Regions from separate parts of the Triticum aestivum genome. Here region 2 is linked to region 1. Evidence: chromatin contacts called from public Hi-C data. All regions are on one chromosome and are shown on one strand. Each heading gives the region's core, a stretch centred on a gene start, on an enhancer-like site or on the middle of the called end of the contact. The rest is flanking DNA. Distances are from core to core; before and after follow the strand shown. Region 1 holds the start of LOC123165939 (cytokinin dehydrogenase 11). Region 2 has its middle 12 kb from the start of LOC123168017.

What was found. Hi-C and Micro-C count contacts between places; a contact is called where the count stands out from the background.
Region 2: a contact with region 1 is called in a Hi-C map of leaf, with 3 times the contacts expected there. The contact joins the enhancer-like site here to the promoter of LOC123165939 in region 1. A contact is called at or near these places in 2 of 5 Hi-C or Micro-C datasets (leaf and an unstated tissue).

Annotation. Positions count from the first base shown.
Region 1 is chr7D:622,532,724-622,536,269 of IWGSC CS RefSeq v2.1, forward strand. It overlaps LOC123165939 (cytokinin dehydrogenase 11), which reads left to right and starts at 1,602. Exons shown (of 4, transcript XM_044583701.1): 1 at 1,602-2,390; 2 at 2,478-2,756; 3 at 3,181-3,443. The coding sequence starts at 1,713.
Region 2 is chr7D:622,734,064-622,737,609 of IWGSC CS RefSeq v2.1, forward strand. No RefSeq gene overlaps it. Among protein-coding and RNA genes, the nearest start is that of LOC123168017, 12 kb to the right of the region's middle. Within about 2 kb of position 1,923, at least 5 of the 8 cell types and tissues checked have an H3K27ac peak or open chromatin away from gene starts, as enhancers often do. A contact at or near this core is called in leaf, where this site is marked.

The sequences.
Region 1 (3,546 bases), core at 352-2,851:
TAAAAACAATACCTTAGTTCTGGTCTACCCACACATCACCTATCAAATCAATGAGCGGTAACTTAATGAATCATGGTGAAAGTAACTTGACGAAGTTCCTGTGTGTCCTCAAGAGCATTTTAGCTACTATATGAAACACAACCGACTTGTGCTTGGCATACATAAGGATGGGGCCACTTGGTGCACTCTATTACTTATGTTACTATTTATCCAGCTAAATATTATCTTGCTATCAAACAAATTAAGAAATTATCTCTAGAACATTTTTGGTGAAGCCTTGCTGAAAACTACTTGTCAATTTCTTCTGCTCCTCGTTGGGTTCGACACTCTTACTTATAAAAATGCTACAACTGATCCCTTATACTTGTGGGTCATCAATACAATAGTCTTGGAAGTTGTATAGCAAACCTGCTTTTGTCTTAATGTATTTGAAGCTTTTATAAGCAATATGCAATCCGACAAAGCAATCTTTGGAAAAAACATACCACTTTTTAAGCCCGACTGCTGGTCATAGTCTCTGACATAGGGTGATCTCTTGTAAGCTCATGAATAAGCCAGAAGTGTGACTAATATGCTTCGCCCTCGCGGTCAGCCTTCAGCAACCTAGTATTGGTGAAACTTCTTTATGCCGAACTGACAATTTAAGGAATAGTCCATTGTTCAGCTGTGAAGGAGTGTAACCTTAATTGTTCTCCACTGAAAATACCGATATATCAAAACAGTCTTTTGAACGGAGCACGATACAATGGGCCGTCGAGATCTGGTAGGAGATTTTTGAAATACATGATGGGCTCTAGGCCCATATAACAATTTCAGAAAATCTCAAGGGGCCAATGTAGGTGCCATGACAAGGTTGTGGTAAGTTTAGTACTACCTCATTTGTGCATGTGAGTGGAGACCCTTTTATAAGGGTTTCTCTTCCACATGCTATTAGAGCTTGCTGCTGCGAAGAAGGCCGTCGCCGCCGAGGCTTCGACGTGGCCGACTGGAGGGTATAACTGGTTTATCCCGCCAACATTTATTTCTGCGTTAGTTGTACTAGCTATTTAAGTAGATGTTTCTGCTATATGTTTAGTACGTGCTTACGTGAACAAATATCAATATGTGTTTAATGCTGTCAATGGGTGATGATTTGTGTGTATGTCCTTTTTCTCATTAACCGATCATCCACTTCATCATTATACATAAGAAGATTGGTTTTACACGAAAACTAACCTTTATTTGTAAGAAATGAAGGCTACATATAATAGTAGAATGTTTGTATTTTTTTTTTTTGACACATAGTAGATTGTTTGTATATATGCTTTAGCAATGAACCAAAACTCATCCTTATTAAGCGGCCTGGGTTCCCACATTAGGGATATATTGAAAGCTATGCCCATTTTTCGTGGGTTCGGGGAAATTAGATGGCAAAGCCGCACTTTTGGGGACAAATAAAGACATTTTAATGTGAGATTTCACACGGAAGAAAAGGATATGATCCTCCAAAAATTCCCGAGATTTCAATTCAAACTTGCGTACTTAACTAGATTGTCTCTTTTTGAAAGGTGTGATGGCCATCGACGTCCGCGTGTCCTCTCTCGATATAAACCCCTCGACCCACACGACGTCCGCAGCACAGTCAGGCGGACACAGAGCGCGAGCGCAGCGCGAGTGACATCACAAAACAGAGAGCTCTGCTCAGCTCAGCGAGAAGCGCTTGCTTGCCCAAGATGATGCTCGCGTACATGGACCGCGCCGCCGCCGGCGCCGCCACGGAGCGGGACGCGCTCGAGCTGACCGTGGTGGCCGCCGACGCGGCGGAGTGCGCGGCGGCGAGGGACTTCGGCGGCCTCGTGAGCGCCCGCCCCGCGGCCGTCGTCCGGCCGGCGAGCGCGGACGACGTGGCCAGCGCCATCCGCGCGGCCGCGCGCACCACGCTCCTCACCGTGGCCGCCCGCGGCAACGGCCACTCGGTCGCCGGGCAGGCCATGTCCGAGGGCGGGCTTGTCCTCGACATGCGCGCGGGCGCGGCCTCCCGGCGCCAGCAGATGAAGCTCGTCTCGTCCGGCGGTGGGGCGGCCTTCGCCGACGTCCCCGGCGGCGCGCTCTGGGAGGAGGTCCTCCACTGGGCCGTCTCGAACCACGGCCTCGCCCCCGCCTCCTGGACGGACTACCTCCGGCTCACCGTCGGCGGCACGCTCTCCAACGGCGGCGTGAGCGGGCAGTCCTTCCGCTACGGCCCGCAGGTGTCCAACGTGGCGGAGCTCGAGGTGGTGACCGGGGAAGGCGAGTGCCGCGTCTGCTCCCCCTCCGCCCACCCCGACCTCTTCTTCGCCGTCCTCGGCGGCCTCGGCCAGTTCGGCGTCATCACCCGCGCCCGCATCCCGCTCTCCCCGGCGCCACAAACGGTACTCCTACGACTCCTCATCCCCGTCCTCATCGTCGAACGATGGACGCTGACCGGCCGGCCTGCGCGTGCTCTTGACTGACTGCAGGTGAAGTGGGCGCGCGTGGTGTACGCGAGCTTCGCGGAGTACGCGGCGGACGCGGAGTGGCTGGTGACGCGGCCGGCCGAGTCGGCGTTCGACTACGTGGAGGGCTTCGCGTTCGTGCGCAGCGACGACCCGGTGAATGGCTGGCCGTCGGTGCCCATCCCCGCCGGCGCGCGCTTCGACCCGTCGCTGCTCCCCGCCGGCGAGCCCGGCCCGCTGCTCTACTGCCTGGAGGTGGCCCTGTACCAGCACCACCACCAGCAGCCCGACGCCGTGGACGAGGTAGGCCGCGCTGTACTTCCCTTCCCCGCGGGATGTCGTCGTCTATCTCCCGCTGGATTCTTGACCCCTATCCGCCCCCCGCGCTCGCCGCCAAACTCGCCGGTCCCCACCCACCCACGGCCACGCCCACCGGTCGCGCCAGCAATCCAGCAATCCAGTGCCGCTGCCGCGCACGGCCGATCTCGCGTGCGTGCAATGCGGGCCGAGCCCACCCCACCTCACCTCACCTCACTCACGTCTCCTTTGTCCCCATGGAACAGCTCAGCCATCCATCTATCTACACCAGCAGGCAGCAGCACGCACTAGGCCGGCATGTGACGACGTGACACGATCGTCGTCGTTACTCGTTACTGCTCTGCTGCCAGACCCGTTGATATTGATTCGCCTGCCCGTGCTCATGTATGTTTGTTCCGCTTGTGTGCAGAGGATGGGGGAGATGATGCGGCGGCTCAAGTACGTGCGGGGCCTGGAGTACGCGGCGGACGTCGGGTACGTGGAGTTCCTGTCGCGCGTGAACCGGGTGGAGGAGGAGGCGCGCCGGAGCGGCAGCTGGGCCGCGCCGCACCCGTGGCTCAACCTCTTCGTCTCCGCGCGCGACATCGCCGACTTCGACCGCGCCGTGCTCAAAGGCATGCTCGCCGACGGCGTCGACGGGCCCATGCTCATCTACCCCATGCTCAAGAGCAAGTGAGTATTCCACTTATACACTCCAACTCATGACGCACCACCTCTCCTCTTCTTGGATTGCTTCCGTGCGCCGCTCGGTGGCATGGCAGAGTTGCCATTTGCG
Region 2 (3,546 bases), core at 673-3,172, 200 kb after region 1:
TGCTGGGTGTCTCCATGCAGTGCAGATATGGTGGATCTAGGAGTACCAGGTCAGATTATTCAAAGGCGTACATGCATATATTAATACGATCAACGGCAGCGGCCGGCACCGACTCAAGGACCGATCTCCACGGTGAGCTCTGAGCATGCAGCAGCGGATCCATGGCCTTAACTGCGGGACACCCTGTGATTGCCAGCTTCGATCGGCAGGATAAGAGTACTACTGGTACATGCATGCAAGTATGCAACCATGGCGGCAAAGGGCAAAAAAGTAAAGCGAGGTACAAAGCGAAAAAGGCCATGGGTGTTTCCCAGGTTATGCATTGCATGCAATGCGTATGGCATGGCTGCCGCTTTGCTGGCTTTCCTTTTGAGTGCTGAAGCCACCGCTTTTGAGGGCGCAACCAAACGTCAATAAAGCAAAGATTCCGAGATGCTCTCACGATTCAGAGCTAGTAAGAACTATAGAATTTTTTTTTAACACAGTAGACGCAAGCGCTCATATAAACGCGCATACAGTCACCCTATGAACGCACACACGCACACTCTACCCCTATGAGCACCTCCCAGAGACTGAGCCGGCATATCATTTTGAGATTTTACGAAGTCATCATGGGCGCCTCGTAGTCGACGGGAACGTCTCCTCCCACTGAAAGCGTATCGCCGGAAATCCTGAAATAAATCCAGGATAAATGCGAGCACCAGGATTTGAATCCTGGTGGGCTGGGGATACCACTGCCCACCTAATCATCCCAACAACAGGTTGGTTCGTGTAAGAACTATAGATCGAAGGCCGTGGCATGCATGCACTCCCATAGTGCAAAATGCACGAAATCTTGCTACTCCGTAGTGGAGTGAGAATTTTCTTGCTAAGAAAAGGAAGCAGAGACCAGTTTTTGGTTTTGCAGCACATGTCTACTTTTTCTCAACTAGTCAATGTGTACGTGCAATGCACGTTGATTTGGAAGTATATTAAGTGCATGTGGATATTAAGTAGGATATTATTTGCGTGTTATTATGTGATTAGCACTATATTTGGCATGAAATTAACTGCACGCTAAACGTGTTGAGCGCTTGATATTGAAGCAGTCTAGGTCGTTGGATTGACATGATTTGATGACCGAGATTAATTGGATCTGCCCCTTTGGGTCTTTTTATATTGTATAGATACACAATGCACATTTTTGGAGCACACGTGAAATATTTGTCTGACAAGCGTTGGACTTTGTTCAAATACATGATGTACTTTTTTAAAATACATGTTTTGAACAAGTTTTGAATACATGGTAAAATATTCCAAATACATGTTGTACATTTTTAATGGAAATAAATATTTTATAAACTATGCTACAATTTTTTTACATTGCATAAACATTTTTTAAATATTCGTACACAATTTTGGACACACATGATTATTTCTATAAAATTACACATATCCTTTTAATGGAAAGAAACATTTTTTTAGCCTAAGTGAATATTTTTTACATTCTGTATAACTTTTTTGAAATGAAACAGATTTTTTTTGGAATGCGGAAATATTTCCATAAAATGTCATGCAAATTTTTTAATAGTACCAAAATATTTATGTGACGCAAACTTGTTTACATTTCATACTCATTTAAAAAAATTAATACATATTATAGACACATGGAACATTATTTCATTGTCACAAACATTTTTTAAGTTATCAACACTTTTTTAAACTACGCTAACCAATTTTTCATACGATGCTAATATTGTTTTCAAATTAGTGGTTTTAAGTTTTTTAAGAAATACTGATGATGCACATTAAAAATATAAATAAACTTAAAAGAGATAAAAAAAGATAATTGAGTGACGTTAGCATAACGATCCACGTCCTACTGGGCCAGCCCAACACTGGCACCCAGTAGGCCAGGCAGCCGTCTAACTCACAGCCAACACGCGCCGTCTATATCTCGCATTAAGCGAGGGGAAACCCTCACGTCAAGCGCTACAATGTCGGGTCGGTCCGTTACGAGCGTGCAGTCTTAAAAAAGATAGAAGAAAATGAGGGAACCCGGGGATCAATCCCTGGTCTCCAGGGTGTTACGCTCTTACCCACTCAGCTCACTCGACTTCATGTTAAAGTAGCTGGGCGCGCCCAACTGGTTTTCTAGTTTTTTTTCTCTTTCTCCATTTTCTTATGTGTTATTCCGTTTTTCTTCCTTTTTGGCTTTTTTGTTCTTTTTCTTTTTCCTTCTCCATTTTTTCCATTTCTTTCTTTAGTTTTAAATGCCTTTTCATTTTCTTTTGTTTTTTCTTTTTTGGTTTTTGTTTTGTTTTCACTTTTTATTCTTTCTACATTTGTTTTTTCGTTTTTTATTTTTAGTTCACGTTTTTCTTTATTAGTTCCATTTCTTGGTTTTCCTTGTGTCTTTTGTTTTTATTCAACATTTTTTGTATATTCAAAAACATTTTTCAAATACACGTTTAACATTTTTTAATGTTGGTTTAACCTTTTTAATACATTGTCAACATTGTTACTATAGACAACGTGACATTTTTCAAATGATTGATCAAGATTTTTGAAATACAAGGATTAACATATTTGATATGCTCATTTACATTTTTTTCAAATGCTTGTTAAATATTTTCGAAATGAAATATATAAAAAATTGAACACTTGGTCAACATTTTTGCTATACACATTTAACATTTTCTAAATGCTTTGTTCAACCTTTTTTCAAATTCTTTTTGAACATATTTTATATACATTATGAAAATGTTTCATCATTTTTTTAGTACATGGTCAACATATTTCTATACAAATTGAACATTTTTCAAATGCGTGACCAACATTTTTCAAATGTGTGATCAACATTTCCCTATACCTCTCTCTTTCAGCCCAGGCACGTGTTTGAAGTTTTATAATCTTCTGCATGGCCCTTGGAGTGTATCACTTCGAGATTCAGCAGAAAAATGGTTCCAGAGATTCGTAGAAATAGGATTTTTTTTCCTTTGTTTACTATTTAACGTTCTTTTAGGGAGTGTTTCTCTTGAGAGTCGCCATATCGGCGATCATCATCCACTTGCTATGGAGACTACGCAAGCGACAAGTAAACTCAGACTCGTAATATTTCAGCCTCCATAATTCAAACACGTTTATTCCCTCCAAATTTAAATGTTTACTACAGCAAGTAAACATGCACAGTTTTTGACCAGTTGCATGAACAAAAGCATTTCATTTGTGACATGTACAAATCACATGTTTCTTCCATTTGCATCGTCCCATCTTTCAAGTTTTCTTAAGTGAATGCTCAAATCTCGCTGATGTGCCCAAAACTCTCTGTCACTTAATCCAGATTGTTCAGATTCAACATGGTAAACCTATTATGCTCGAATGTGCATTCATTGTGGTGATGAAGATCTTGACAAGGGGTAATGATGATAATATTTTATTATTTGGTTCCCTCTGTCTCCCTCTCTCAGCCCATGCATGTGTTTGAACTTTTATAATCTTCTGCATAGCCCTTGTAGTGCATCACATCGAGCTTCAACTAAAAAATGGATCTAGAGATCCATATAA